Linked DNA regions of Mus musculus: region 2 is linked to region 1. A link is a contact called in public Hi-C data. All regions are on one chromosome and are shown on one strand. Each heading gives the region's core, a stretch centred on a gene start, on an enhancer-like site or on the middle of the called end of the contact. The rest is flanking DNA. Distances are from core to core; before and after follow the strand shown. Region 1 has its middle 64 kb from the start of Col22a1. Region 2 overlaps Trappc9 (trafficking protein particle complex 9).

Evidence for each region. Hi-C and Micro-C count contacts between places; a contact is called where the count stands out from the background.
Region 2: a contact with region 1 is called in a Hi-C map of the HPC-7 cell line, with 7 times the contacts expected there. The contact joins two enhancer-like sites. A contact is called at or near these places in 1 of 39 promoter capture datasets (hippocampal neurons), 5 of 15 datasets of contacts at CTCF or cohesin (the NIH/3T3 cell line, hippocampal excitatory neurons, large pre-B cells and 2 more), 35 of 484 Hi-C or Micro-C datasets (the 63-12 cell line, the AML12 cell line, the BV-2 cell line and 24 more) and 2 of 115 datasets of contacts at active chromatin or transcription factors (astrocytes and embryonic basal ganglia).

Annotation. Positions count from the first base shown.
Region 1 is chr15:72,094,150-72,102,012 of GRCm38.p6, reverse strand. It overlaps a transcript of Col22a1 not described here. Among named protein-coding and RNA genes, the nearest start is that of Col22a1, 64 kb to the right of the region's middle. Within about 2 kb of position 4,447, at least 2 of the 459 cell types and tissues checked have an H3K27ac peak or open chromatin away from gene starts, as enhancers often do. A contact at or near this core is called in the HPC-7 cell line, where this site is marked.
Region 2 is chr15:73,040,926-73,048,788 of GRCm38.p6, reverse strand. The region is part of intron 4 of Trappc9 (trafficking protein particle complex 9); the gene reads left to right. Among named protein-coding and RNA genes, the nearest start is that of Trappc9, 16 kb to the left of the region's middle. Within about 2 kb of position 4,003, at least 24 of the 459 cell types and tissues checked have an H3K27ac peak or open chromatin away from gene starts, as enhancers often do. A contact at or near this core is called in the HPC-7 cell line, where this site is marked.

The DNA of each region.
Region 1 (7,863 bases), core at 3,198-5,697:
GCATCCAAGAACAATCACAACCCTTGTTTTATCAGCAAAAGCAGCATTGGAATAATGCACTTGCATATGATCCAGTCCACCCTGTCTGGACTTAATGGCCTGGATTAATGGGGCATAGTGCCCAATTACTCAGAACACTTCAGACCTCTCATCCAGCTAATGCTATCCGCAGTGCAAAATTGTTCTGCAATTAGATTTTTACCTATGATTGTGACAGAACCAAAATAGTATTGGGTAAATACCCCTACTAAGAATTACTGTAAGAGATAGAAAATCTATCTGTCATGTGTGATCTTACATGTACATTCATATGTATAACTACATTCCGTATTACACAGAGGCCTGTGATGAAGCAATTTTTATGTATGTGTTTTATACACACACACACACACACACACACACACACACACACACACACAAAGTATCCTGATATTTGTGGGCTTAATCTAAACCAAATAATGTGAGTCCTTGCAATTCTGACACCAGGACAGAACCGTCCGAGGAAAGCTATCTATGGTAAACAGAATGATGGCTTCTCCCAAAGGAGCCATTCCAGGTCCCAGAATATAAATGAATGATAACATGTAACTACAGTGCTCTGAGAGATGGCTCAGTGGTTAGAATCACTTGGTGCTCTTGTAGAGGACCTGTGTTTAGTTCCAGCATCCACATCCTTCTGGAAGTCTGTAGTCAAGAAGTACGATACCTTCTCTGGTTTCTGTGATTACCAGGCACCACATGGAGTAGAGATGTGCAAGCAGTCAAAACTCCCATACATATAAAATAAAAACATGTCATTCATATATATTATATATATATATATATATATATATATTGTTAATGTTAGAGTGCCGAAGATTTGAATGAGGGCTCTTGCTTTCACAGCAAGAATTCTTACCCACTACATCATATATCGAGTCCTATATTAGCATCTTAATGTTTGTGGTTCTCACTCATGCCACATTTCTGAATCATGCCAGGTCCATCAAAGCATCCTCATTGTGCTGTACTAGAGTATTTATGATTTAATTTAAATTTAATTATATATATATATATCCTATTTGCCTGAATACTTTCAAATTTCCCTTTATACCTATCCCTCACCTGCCAGTCTTTGTCTCTTTAGTTAATTTTGCTTCTACTTTCATGACTCTCTCTCTCTCTCTCTCTCTCTCTCTCTCTCTCTCTCTCTCACACACACACACACACACACACACACACACACACACACACTTTTATCTATCTATATTGAAGTCCAGGGTATCATCATCTAGGTCAAGTTTGGATATTAGTCTTTTGGGTACACCTGCTCTGTATCAGAAGTCTTGTTAGCAAAAAAGAAAGGCTATTTCTTACTCTCACCTCATACTTCCAATATTAATGATAAGCCAAGGGCAGAAAAATTGCAATACTGTCTCAGAATACTAAAACCCAGCAGGTCATACTCCACTAACCCCTTGTTTCTAATCAGGTTCCTCTCTTGTGAGTGGTTCTCCATGGTTCTCGGCCCCTGATTCTATACCGAGTCTTTATGACTTTTCCATAAGAAAGAGTTCAAGTGTATACTCACTGATAAGTGGATATTAGCCCAAAACCTAGGATACCCAAGATATAAGATACAATTTCCTAAACACATGAAACTCAAGAAAAATGAAGACTGAAGTGTGGACACTATGCCCCTCCTTAGAAGTGGGAACAAAACACCCTTGGAAGGAGTTACAGAGACAAAGTTTGGAGCTGAGATGAAAGGATGGACCATGTAGAGACTGCCTTATCCAGGGATCCACCCCATAATCAGCATCCAAACGCTGACACCATTGCATACACTAGCAAGATTTTATCGAAAGGACCCAGATGTAGCTGTCTCTTGTGAGACTATGCCGGGGCCTAGCAAACACAGAAGTGGATGCCCACAGTCAGCTAATGGATGGATCACAGGGCTCCCAATGGAGGAGCTAGAGAAAGTACCCAAGGAGCTAAAGGTGCAACCCTATAGGTGGATCAACATTATGAACTAACCAGTACCCCGGAGCTCTTGACTCTAGCTGCATATGTATCAAAAGATGGCCTAGTCGGCCATCACTGGAAAGAGAGGCCCATTGGACACACAAACTTTATATGCCCCAGAACAGGGGAACGCCAGGGCCAAAAAGGGGGAGTGGGCGGGTAGGGGAGTGGGGGTGGGTGGGTATGGGGGACTTTTGGTATAGCATTGGAAATGTAAATGAGCTAAATACCTAATAAAAAATGGAAAGAAAAAAAACTGAAAAAAAAAAAAAGAAAGAGTTCAAGTGTATAACTAAGTTGGTGTCCCAGCCTGCTTTATGCACTCAGTAAAGGGTGTTCAAGGGCTTCTTTTCCTTAAACTCTTCCATCCTTCATTGGATCTTAATTTGGTATCAATAGACGTTTCTTAAAAATCAATGAGGGTTTCTTCTGAAACCTGGGTATGATTCACCAGATAGAATTTCACTCCTACATGGAACTCAAGCCTATTGCTGCTCTATGCTGTCACATCAGGTCTAGGGAAATGCTTGTAAGATTTGTAGGCCCCCTTTTATCAAGCTGGAATGTCATAGGAGGTATACATAGATTCCCTGGAACTGTTATGTCTGGCTGTACCAATGAGGCTGTGTGCTACATTTCTGAAGATGTAACCAGCAATCTTGAAACAATCTTGCCCCTGACACTACAACTTATCCACAGTGCCTTGGATTTTATTTTTACCTAAAAGTCATTATTTATTACCTTGAAATTTTTTTTCTTCTGAGAAAGACTGGAGTAGAGAATCAGTTTCACGTTTTAGCCCAGTGGTCTGATTTCTGGCTCCTTCATATTCTCAAAGCTTAGCTTGAGAATGAATCCCTTCCTTAAGTCTATCACCTCTCTGGACTTCATCACAGGCAAGAAAAAAAAAAAAGCTGCATTTTCAACTGTCTGCCTGGAAATCTCCAGGCCAACCACAAGATCATTAGATCGCGGTTTTTCTTCGACATGTGACAGTTCTCTTACTTTATCTCCTGCTGCTACATAACCCAGATTCTCTGTTGTCCAATCCCCTTCGTGCTGTCTTTACCATTTTCCTATTGCCCAGACTTAAAGCAAATGCCAGCATTATGAATTCTGTAATGTCAGCAACCCATTTCTGATACCATTTCTATTTTAACTAGATACCATTGCATAACCAGCTACTGCAAGTTGTACAGCAAAAGTCGGCACTTCCTCATGATTTTGCAGTCTGGGCAAGGCTCAGTTGGAGCACCTATCTCCCTGTACATGGCTGCAGCTGAGGAATGTCTGCTTCTAAGAAGGCTCACCCTTAGGTCTAGCCAGCTTGTGTTGGCTGTAAGTGGACCTTAAGTGGGGCCTCAGTTCCCACATGGCTGTGTTTCATTTCGCATGGCATCTGGTCTCTCAACATGGCTTTCCTGGGATTGGATTCTCAATAGTTGTAATAGTAGATGAACGTCAGAGCAGACATGTGATAGGGAAAAAGCTGACGATTACAAACATGACAACATTTATGTGGACCAGGAGGCAGTGTGTGTGCACTTGGGTGCTTACATGTGTATGGGGAAGTATGTGTTTGTGTATGTGTCTGTATGACTATGTGTGTTTGTTTGCATGCTTTGCATGTTTGAGTGGTTTTGTATTTATGTGCTGCCACTCCTGGCTATAGGAGTCATTTTATGTAATAAAAATTAGCAGGGGCAGGGAGTTGGGGATTTAGCTCAGTGGTAGAGCACTTGCCTAGCAAGCATAAGGCCCTGGGTTTAGTTCACAGATCTGAAAAAAAAAAGTTAGCAGGAACATCTAATACAATATTTAAAAAGTGGAAAAAAGACAGATGTTTTATGTCTCCATAAATAATATTTCTGTAAAGTCTCATAATGAAGATTATGCATAATTTGTGTGAAATGGGTTAATAGATTAACAAAATCCAATTCCTTCCCAACAAACACACAATCACACTAGGACACCTAAGTGCAAACAGAAATGAATGCTGTTCGATTAGTCATTCATGAAGTATGTCTTGATTCCTTCTTCATTGTGGGCATAAAATTCACTAAGGATAGATTTTTTTAGATCTGCATGTTACCTGATTGTTACAATTCCAAAAAGTAACATTGAGTAGTACCCCATGCCACTGCAGAGGCAAGCTATCCAAGAAGACAGAACCTTGCACTGGCCGCTGTGTTTCTTTACAAAGGTTAAGTTTGTCTAAGAGAAATTTACAAACCTCTCTTCATCAAAGCACATTGTACAATAGAGACATTGTACAAGCCACAGGTGGGAGAAGATGACTGACAGGAAAGGGTTTGGATCTAGGATGAAGTTATCTTTCAAACCAATGGGGAAAAGGAAGATTACAGATAACTGAGTAAAAGACAGAACAGTCACCACACGCAAGATCATAGCAGGAAGTACTGTGCACGCTACAAGTCATTTGACTTCCTGATATGAATGCATACGCAAGCCACAGTGAGCCCCAGCCAATTTCCCTAGACTCCAGAAACAACAAGGAGACTGACAAGGGAACTGTGATGGAGTCTCATCATCAGCTCTTCACACTGAATGGTGCACTATAAATTGTTATAGCCCTTTTGTAAAGCTGGTTGACAATAGCTATAAAACTGAACCGATGAGAACTTCATCCCTAGAAATTCCACTAGGTAATGACTGAGAGCTAAAGGGTATGAGTGTTTGCGTGTAGGAGTTTTCACAACCTCATCACACATAACAAGAAACTATCATACTTGGTGGGATGGATAATATGTAGTTCATTCACATTCATAGAAAGAGAGAGAGATGTGGCCATACCTCATGGAACAGATGCATCCCAGATGAGAGAGACAATGTGGAGTGACCAGACCTCAGTCATATCACTGTGTGGGCTGCCCTATCACATTTTTGTACAGGTATCAGAATCTACCTTTAAACTTGTGTGGTCTATCATCCTATGGGCTACAGTGGGAGTTAAAGTACAATCTGTGCCACAAAGTGCCCTGTAGGCCATCCTGGGCTATAGTGATCTCCTGTAAGTCAGCCTTGCCTACATTAATCTCCTGTAGGGCAACTTGAGCTATAGTGATCTCCTGTAGTTCTACTTGGGCTACAGAGACCTTCTATAGGTCAAGCTAGGCTTTGGTGATCTCCTATATGTCAACCTGGGTTAGAGCATTGTCCTGTAGGTCAGCCTGATCTACAGTGATACACTTTGATACAAACAAGCAACCACAAAACTCTGCCTTTGATAACAGAAGCCAGAGTCCCTCAATGGTTGGAAGCTGTAGTCATCTCTAGCAGTTGTGATTGGAATGGAATGTGAAGGAGCCTTGGGTCCGTTTTTTTGTTTGTTTGTTTGTTTGTTTTGTTTTGTTTTTTTTTTATGCTTCCCTCCACCTGGATGGGGATTATGCGGGCATTTTTATCCTGTGAAAATTCACCCAGCAGGACATTGTTTATTTGTGTGTTTGGGGATTTGGTTTTATGCTCAATTAAGAAAGGCTGTTCTGAAGTGGTCTCTGCTCCTTAGATGCAGTCATCTACTGTCTGATGGCTCTGTTCCTACATAACCTTTCTGAGTTGCTGTTGGCCGTCATTTCTTCACTCAGTCATGCAAGAGCTGATGAACTAGTGCCTGAGAGTCTGGCTTCAGCTCCAGGGAGACTTCTGCGAGGAAAGCTTCTTCCTGGAGAAGCTTACATTCTATAAAAGTAGAAGTGCTTCTTAAGTGTGGGGTAGTCTGTTAAGATCAGACAATACAAGTCTTTGAATTTTGTGTCTGAGTAACACCGTTTATACCACCCCCCCCCCAAGCTACCTCTTGTTGTTGTTTGTGTTTGTGTGTGTTTGTTTCATCTCTTGCCAGTTACCCTGGTGAATATAGTACTGCTATCAGACATGACCCTAGGAAGCAGGCTGCTTTGGAATGGAACCAGGCCATGTAATTGATGACGTATTAAAGGCATGCGCATCAGCTGCTGGTGCGGTGCTGAGCTGCAGAATCATGTGAAACACCTTGTATCTGAGTCAGGGGAGTGGAGGTGGAGGGAAGGATGATGGCCTAGAAGTCACCATCACACTGAGAAGCTGGGCTCAGGTGTTGGCAGGTAGTGTCTTTAGAGAATATGAATATAGAGAATATGAAAGACTATTAGCCTGGACTGATCAGGTATATCATCAAAGTTCCCTTGGCCGTTCCATGAGAAATGCTCTCTGCTGCAGCAGGTTAACATGGCGTGCAGTTAAGTCTGGGATCTGTTGATGAGAATCAACAACTCAGTGTAATAGATGTTTAGCTCTGCCAGGTCTGTCATGCCAAGGCCAGGAGGGTGGAAGACATTGGGACCCCAAGTTGTGAGACACCCAGGAAGTTGCACACAAAGATGAGAATTCTGACCTCCTAAATACCGCCCCTCCCCCCCCTACAACAAATCTCACAGTGGAAACAACGCTAGGTGCAAGCAGCAACCCCTTTCTGCCTTGAATAAAATACACATCTGTCTGACTGTGGTGAATAGAAGGCATGGTGCTTGAAAAGTACTGAGAATAGATTTCAAGTATTTTTGCCACAAAAAGCAAGTATGTTAGGTAATTGGTGCATTTGTTAGCCTACAAAGCTTATTCTAAAACACCATTGGTATATGATAAATATATACAGTTTTTTGGTCCGAGACCCGCCGAACTTAGGAAATTAGTCTGAACAGGTGAGAGGGTGCGCCAGAGAACCTGACAGCTTCTGGAACAGGCAGAAGCACAGAGGCGCTGAGGCAGCACCCTGTGTGGGCCGGGGACAGCCGGCCACCTTCCGGACCGGAGGACAGGTGCCCACCCGGCTGGGGAGGCGGCCTAAGCCACAGCAGCAGCGGTCGCCATCTTGGTCCGGGACCCGCCGAACTTAGGAAATTAGTCTGAACAGGTGAGAGAGTGCGCCAGAGAACCTGACAGCTTCTGGAACAGGCGGAAGCACAGAGGCACTGAGGCAGCACCCTTTGTGGGCCGGGGACAGCCAGCCACCGTCTGGACCGGAGGACAGGTGCCCGCCCGGCTGGGGAGGCGGCCTAAGCCACAGCAGCAGCGGTCGCCATCTTGGTCCGGGACCCGCCGAACTTAGGAAATTAGTCTGAACAGGTGAGAGGGTGCGCCAGAGAACCTGACAGCTTCTGGAACAGGCGGAAGCACAGAGGGGCTGAGGCAGCACCCTGTGTGGGCTGGGGACAGCCGGCCACCTTCCGGACCGGAGGACAGGTGCCCGCCCGGCTGGGGAGGCGACCTAAGCCACAGCAGCAGCGGTCGCCATCTTGGTCCGGGACCCGCCGAACTTAGGAAATTAGTCTGAACAGGTGAGAGGGTGCGCCAGAGAACCTGACAGCTTCTGGAACAGGCGGAAGCACAGAGGCGCTGAGGCAGCACCCTTTGTGGGCCGGGGACAGCCAGCCACCGTCCAGACCGGAGGACAGGTGCCCGCCCGGCTGGGGAGGCGGCCTAAGCCACAGCAGCAGCGGTTGCCATCTTGGTCCGAGACCCGCCGAACTTAGGAAATTAGTCTGAACAGGTGAGAGGGTGCGCCAGAGAACCTGACAGCTTCTGGAACAGGCAGAAGCACAGAGGCGCTGAGGCAGCACCCTGTGTGGGCCGGGGACAGCCGGCCACCTTCCGGACCGGAGGACAGGTGCCCACCCGGCTGGGGAGGCGGCCTAAGCCACAGCAGCAGCGGTCGCCATCTTGGTCCCGGGACTCCAAGGAACTTAGGAATTTAGTCTGCTTAGGTGAGAGTCTGTACCACCTGGGAACTGCCAAAGCAACATACTGTCTGAGAAAGGTCCTGTTTTGGGCCTTCTTCTTCGGCCAGGAGGAGGT
Region 2 (7,863 bases), core at 2,754-5,253, 950 kb before region 1:
TGAAAATGTTGGAACTTTTCATTGTTGAGGACAGCCTGTACTCAGGTGACAGCCGAAAGGCCAGGAGGTCAAAGAGACTGACTACCGTAGAAGCGGAGTGGCCTTCTGCTCATTGCAGGCTGAATCCGGGGGACAGATGCACCATCCTCCTTCAGATTCTAATCTCTAGAGCAGCTAGTGTGTAGTGTCAGCCCTGCCTTGCGGCAGACAAGCCAAGCATTTAGCACCCTCCCTTACCTTTCAGCTCTCCTTTTTAGCCACAGAAGAGCAGAATCCCGGATGCATGTAGCATTTTGTTACATGTGATTGGGACCAAGTCATTTAATCTCAAGGGGCTGAGTCAGGAGGATTCCCATGAGTCCGAGGCCTGCTTGAGCTACATAGTGAGTTCTAAGCCAGCCTGGGCTATACAGCAAGAAAGTATTTCAAAAGACACTGAAGGGCTAGGAGTATGGCCCAGTGGGTAAAAGCATTGGCCACTCAGTCTGATGGCCTGACTTTGATCCATGTGGTGGGAGAGGAGAGAACTGACTGTCACAAGTTGTCCTCTGACCATAACTACCACACACACACACACACACACACACACACACTCACACACTCGCACATGCGAAAAGGGTCTGGGAAGATGGCTTAGTGGGTAAGAACATGTGTTTTCTTTTTCTCTCTTTCTTTTTTTTTTTTTTAAAGATTTATTTATTGTTATATGTAAGTACACTGTAGTTGTCTTCAGACACACCAGAAGAGGGCATCAGATCTCATTACGGATGGTTGTGAGCCACCATGTGGTTGTGGGATTTGAACTCAGGACCTTTGGAAGAGCAGTCAGTGCTTTTAACCGCTGAGCCAACTCTTCAGCCCCGAACATGTGTTTTCTAAACACGAGAAACACAGCACTGGGTGGCAGAGACAAGTTCTCTTATTTATTTTCCCTACTTGCTGCGACAATATACTCTTGACAAAAGCAGTGTAGGGAGAAGCTCTATTTAACTCCTAATTGCAGGTGGCAGTCCATATGGGGATGGAGTCACAGTCATGTGATGCTCATAATCAGGAAGCAGAGAGAAAGGACTGCCAGCGGTCAGTTCACTTTCCCTGTTTGTATAGCCCAAGGCCCGCCTCAGTTAACATAATGAAGACAGCGTGCCCAGGTGTGCCCGGCCAGCAGCCTGTCTCCTGGGAGGTTCTAGGTTCTAGCTTGTCTGCAGCACCACCACACAGATCCCTGGAACTCCCTGCAAGCCAGCCTAAGGGACCTTAGGTGAGGGACCCTGTCTGAAGGGGCTAGGGTGGAGCATGGTAGGGGAAGGCTGAGGCAGCTGTCAGTATCACTGGTTTTATGATGATTGGCAAGTAGTAACAGGAATATTCGTTACTTGTATTTTTTTAAAGAACTATTTATGTATATGAGTACACTGTAGCTGTCTTCAGACACACCAGAAGAGGGCATCGGATCCCTATTACAGATGGTTGTGAGCCACCATGTGGTTGCTGGGAATTGAACTCAGGACCTCTGGAAGAACAGTCAGTGCTTTTAACCACTGAGCCATCTCTCCAACCTCAAGGATACTTCTACTTTTTTTTTTTTAAGATTTATTTTCACTGTGTGTGTGTGTGTATATGTGTGTGTGTGCATCTGTCTGTCTGTCATGAGTGCCTGCAGGGGTCAGAAGACAATCTTGCATCACTGGGAGCTAGAGTTGCAGGCAGTTGTGAGCTGTATCACGTGGTGGCTGGGAACTGAATTGTGCTCTCCGTAAGCGTGTAGGAGTTTCTCACCACAAGCTGCTTCTCCAGGCCCCAGGAATTCAGCTGAACACTTTCAGACCTCACAGACCCTGGCTGAATAGTTTCAAGTGCATTTCCTCGGAAAAGGGGGCATTTCTTTCCCTTTTAAAAAAATTTAAGGGCTGGTGAGATGGCTCAGTGGGTAAGAGCACCCAATAGCTCTTCCGAAGGTCTGGAGTTCAAATCCCAGCAACCACATGGTGGCTCACAACCATCCATAATGAAATCTGACTCCCTCTTCTGGAGTGTCTGAAGACAGCGACAGTGTACTTACATATAATAAATAAATAAAAATAAAATCTTAAGAAAAAAAATTTTTAAAGATTAAAAAATTTTTGTAGTTTTTTTTTTTCCCCTTCATTCTTTCTTTTAGTCTTTCAATCCTAGCTTCATGCTGCTCACAAGTTGGGGCACTGATCTTTATTCTGAAGATTTGGATGTGGACCTGTAGGTCTATAACTAAAGGACAAAATATAGTTTCTTTAAAAAATTAGGGCTGGAAAGCCAGATATGATGCTGGGCTCCCATACTCAGAGCGAGGCTTAGGAATGGAAGGCCAGGCTTAGCTACATAGTATATTTGAGGCTAGCCTGGACTACATGAGATCCTGTCTTGAAAAAACAAAACAAAACAAAACAAAACAACCAAGATGGAGAAGGTAGCCCACTTGTAGAGTTCCTGCCTAGCACCGTGGGAGGACCTGGGTCCCTTATATAGGACCCCCACCCCAAAATGTATAGAATATTCTATAGTCAACTGGAAGAAAGTGCTTACCATTGACTTGTAAAGGTTTCTTAGTAGTGGTGGCCTCTACTTTTTCTTCTCTCTGAACTTGGTAATATTACTTACCATTAAATTGATCAAAACAGGCCTGAGGTGTGGCTTGCTGGTAGAACACCTGGTTCTCATCTCTGTCACTGGCATTCGATGGTGGGGACTGACATGACGCATGGTCCAGAGCCAGGCTGTGGTGGTGCACGCCTGCAATCCCAGCACTTGGGAGGCAGAGGCAGGTGGGTCTCTGAATTTGAGGCCAGCCTGGTCTACAGAGGGAGTTCCAGGTCAGCCAGAGATAAACTGAGAAACCTTGTCTGGAAAAAGAGAAAAAGGAAAAGGAAAGAGGGGCTGGTAAGATGGCTCAGCAGTTAAGAGCACTGACTGCTCTTCCAAAGGTCCCTAGTTCAAATCCCAGCAACCACATGGTGGCTCACAACCATTCATAACGAGATCTGACACCCTCTTCTGGTGTGTCTGAAGACAACTACAGTGTACTTACATATAATAAATAAATAAACCTTAAAAAAAAAAGGAAAGAAAAAGGAAAGAAAAGAAAAAGTCCAAATATCTACCAGCGCTCCTCAGCCTCAGGCAGGGCTTTACAACTCCCCAGTGGGAACATTTGAGGGTTGGAGCGAGTACTCTTTTTTTTTTTTTTTAAAGGGACAGAGACTTGTCACCCAGCGATTGAATCCCTGCTGAGTTAAGGTGGCAACTGAGTTGGCCTCTTACAGAGCCCCTGCCTGTCACCGTGAACTCTTTTTTCAGCGGCCTGAGTTTAAGGAGTGTCTGGGAAAACAGGACAGACTGAAGTCATGGTTATTTTACAGATCTGTTTGTTTATGTGACAGGGTGCTACTGTGTAGTCCTGGCTGACCTGGAGCTTGAGATAGAGACTAGGCTGGCCTTGAATTTTTAACAATCCCATCTTCCTGCCTTTGTCTCTAAGTGCTGGGTTTATGTATGGGTGTGTACCACCGTGCCCGGCTATTTTTTTAAAAAAAAAAGGTTTATTTATTTATGTCGTGAACCTCCGTGTGGCTACTGGGAATTGAGTTCAGGACCTCTGGAAGAACAGCCAGTGTTCCTAATTGCTGAACCATCTCTTTAGCCCCTAAATTTTTATTTGTGAGTATGTATGTATCCACTCACATGTTTGAGGGTATCTTTGGAGGTTAGAAGAGAGCATTAGGGTAGTTGTAAGGCGGTGGAATTAAACTCTAATCCTCTGTGAGAGCAGTAACCACTTTTAACCGCTCAGCCATCTTTCCTGCCCCCTCAGTTGCCTTTAGGGAAAAATACAGAGACTGGGAGAAAGTTTGGCAGCTGACTGTAAGAAGAACCAGTTCTGAGACCCCTTCCTGTTCGTAGATTGTCCTCCGGGAGCCTGTCTCTTTGGTTGACATCCGGGTGTCAGACTTTAGCTGTTGAACAGTGCCATCTTTCTATGAAGCTGCCCAGTGCCTGTGCTAGCTGAACTTTGCCTGTGGTCTGCAGATTCTGGATCCTTGCAGGACGTTCCATAGGTGGCGCTGTTGCACTTACTTATTATTTTTAAAGCTTTTTTTTTTTTTTTTTTTTTTTTTCCGGCTTCTACAAGAGGACCCAAAACCAGGCTCCTTGAATACGATTTCTTCATTTGATCCCCAGTACATACCCGGAAAAAGCCTTCTGGATATATGTGTTTTTCTCTGGTCAGCTCAGAGCGAGGGTTGCAGATTTGCTATCAGAGCAGCAGTGAAACTGGACTTTCTCTTGAGTATTAGGTAATGGTTAGCCATGATGTCACAGCTCTGCAGCGCCTTGCAGATGAGAAGAAGGCTGCCTGCCAGGTCTTAAATCTCCACTCCTGTGCTTATTAGCAAGCACCATCTAGGGTCTGGAGGAGATCCTGGCTTCCGGATCAGCTGAGGTGGTTGCGTGAAGGTGTGAAGATTCATCTATATGCATTTGGTGTGTTACTGACCTTTACGTGATACTGTGTGTTTCAAGTCAGCTCTGGCCACCCATCCTCAATAAGGCAGTCGAACCAAATTAAAGGTGGGAAGCAGGAAAAAGAAGATTTATTCCACGTGACCACATTGGGAAGAGGGATGAGAGTCTTGTTGTGTAGCCCAGGCTGGCCTCGAACTTGGTCCTGTCTTCTCTTCCACCCCTATTACTGAGATTGCAGGCATGCACCTCACGCTGGGTGTTGGATCCATCATTCTATGTTTGATTTCTAAGGAGTCAGAATAGGGAGAAATAGCTTTGTGAAGAAAGATCCACTTAAGAAGTAAGAGAAGGGGCTGGAAAAATGGCTCAGTGGTTAAGAGCACTGACTGCTCTTCCAGAGGTTCTGAGTTCAATTCCCAGCAACCACATGGTGGCTCACGACCATCTGTAATGGGATCTGATACCCTCTTCTGGTGTATCTGAAGACAGCTATAGTATACTCATATACATAAATAAGTATTTAAAAATGTTTAAAAAAAAAGAAGTAAGAGATGAGTGAGGCCTGGTGTGCAGATTTGTAATCTTGGGGTTTATAATCTTAGTTATGGAGGAGGCTAAGGTAGGAGGCTGGCAAGTTCAAACTTCAAGGGCTGCCTGGTAACTGAGCAAGACAAAACTTGGTCTTAAAAATAAAATTAAAGGATGGAGACCTTCACTTGCTCTCTCAGGTCCGTCTTACTTTCTTCTGGGTGTCTTTTTTTTTTTCTTTTTTCTTTTTGGTTTTTAGACAGGGTTTCTCCGTGCAGTCCTGGCTGTCCTGGAACTCACTCTGTAGACCAGGCTGGTCTTGAACTCAGAAATCCACCTGCTTCTGCCTCCCAAGTGCTGGGATTACAGGAGTGCGCCACCACTGCCTGGCACTTTCTGGGTGTCTTTTTCTTTACCCTTGTACTTAAAATGTCTTCTAGCTTGATATGATGGCGTATGCTTTTAATCCCAGCACCTGAAAGGCAGCAGTAGGGGGATTTCTGTGACCTCTGATCTCTCTTTCTGTGTGTGTGTGTGTGTGTGTGTGTGTGTGTGTGTGTGTGTATGTATGTATGTGTGTATACTGTGTGCATGCAAGTGCTCTCAGAGGCCAGAAGATCCCCTAGAGCTGGAGTTACAGGCAGGTGTAAGCTGCATAGAGTGGGTGCCAGGACCTGAATCTTGGTCTTCTGCAAGAGCAATACTCCTAACTGCTGAGCCGTTTTTCTAGCTTCCACTGTCCACTTTGAGACAGGGTCACGGCTTATCCATTTTGGTCTCAAACTTACTATGTAGCCAAGGATGTCCTTGATCTCCTGATCGTCTCTTCTGAGTGCTGGAATTTCTGACATACGTCACCATGCCCAGTTTATGTAGTGCTAGGAATTGACCCCAGGGCCTTATGCATACTAGGGAAATACTCTACCAACTGTGCTACAGCTTCAGTATAAACCACCTCTAAACATCACTTCCTTAGCTTTGATAAGTGCCCTGTAATTCATAAGTCAGTCTCTCTCTCTGTGTCTCTTTCTGCCTCTGTCTCTCTCTCTCTCACACACACATACACAGAGAGAGAGAGAGACAGACAGACAGACAGACAGACACACAGAGAGAGACAAAGGCATACACAGAGAGAGACAGAGAAAGAAAGAGACAGAGAGATCTGGGAGTATTAATGTATTACTATATTTCCTTCTGAAACCTTTGATACCTCAGTCAGAGCACTCACATATTCTCTTGTTATTGGTTTATTGGTGAAACGAGGGTTTCTGAAACTTGTTGATGGAGAGTGAGGAGCCTGAGCTTAGAAAGTAGGAAGGGAAGAGATAAGGGGGCATTTTCCTCTTCGTTCAATGCAGGGTTAACAGTAGGATCTTCTGTTCTCCTCCTGGAACCAGAAAAGCATGGTGCCTGCCACACACACGCTCTTCCCCTCAGTAGCTGCAAGTGTCCCAGGCTCACCAGGGTGGATGCAAACTGTAAAATGTGTTCTGCTAGTTGTCTTTAAAAGTGGTTTTATTTTCCAAATAAAAGACCGTAATCTGTTCTTTCTTCCAGGGGCGCAAGAAGTTCTCATTGACCCAGGTACATGATCTCTGTGCTTAGTTTCTTTTGGTTATTATTATTTTTATTTTTTAAGTGCTTGTTTTCATGGTGTTGTGAATGAATGGTTCTGGTTTCTGGATTTGTGGTCTTTGGAACAGTCTGATTTAAGTGACTTTAAATCAGAACTGTGGCAAACCTGATTATTGTTTGGTCCGTGTTTGATGGGGCACCCTACTGCTTCCTGTTGTCTGGTGAAGAGGAGCAATTTCCCCCTAGCATGGTGAACTGAATGATTGGAGAATCGTGCCTTGAATCCTCTGAATGCACGGGGCATGCCTATGCTGTTGATTTGAATCCCCCCATGGTAATGACTTTGCTCTGAGTCTATGGCCTGTGTTCCTTTCCACAGTGATTTGAATATCCTATTGCATTTTTTATAGACTATTATTATTAGTGAGACAGGTCTTGCTATGTAGCTCAGGCTGGTCTTGAATTAGTGGCAATCCTCCTGCCTCACCCTTCTAATATGTGAGCCACCAAGCTTGTGTGTTCTTAAGAAATCTTGCATTCCCCCCCCCCCTTTTTCACAGTGTTGGGTCTTTCTTTCCCCATCTTAATTTTCTGCCATGAATCCATCAGAAACTTGCTTTGTTACTGTGCTTAACTATTTCATGATGAGCTTGGTTACTTTTGGCTTAACTAGAAACAATGACCGAGTAGGTAACAATGCAGCAGCAGACACCATCCTTCGAAGAAGACCATCCAGGCAGTCATGTTCCCTTGGGCTTCGCACCCAAGCTGGCTGCTTTCATCTGGCATGGTCTAAATTCGAAGTGGCAGCACCTCCAGCCTGCTTGTCTGATTCAAGGCCTGTCTCTACACTGCTGGCCACATTTCTCAGGACGGTGTGTGGAAAGAGTGAAGGACCCAGATGTTTATCATGTTTTGTTTGCTTTCTGAAGAAAAATCAACACAAGGGCAGGGTTTCCTGGGACAGGTGTCGGGGACTTTCTGTACTTGTGAAAGTTGACAAGGCAGGAACGGTGGCACACACTTGTAATCTCATTAGCACTCAGGAGGCTGAGGAAGGAGCCGGCTTCAGCTATGTATCAACACCCTGTCTTAAAAACATACCTGCTCTACAAACAAACAAACAAACAAACAAGCGAGCAACTTGGGGATGGGCCAGACGGCTCAGTGGTAGTGTGTGCTTCCTATTCTTGCAGAGGAACTGAATTTGGTTCCCAGCAACCATGTTTGTTAACTCACAGGCTCCTGTGACTCCAGCTC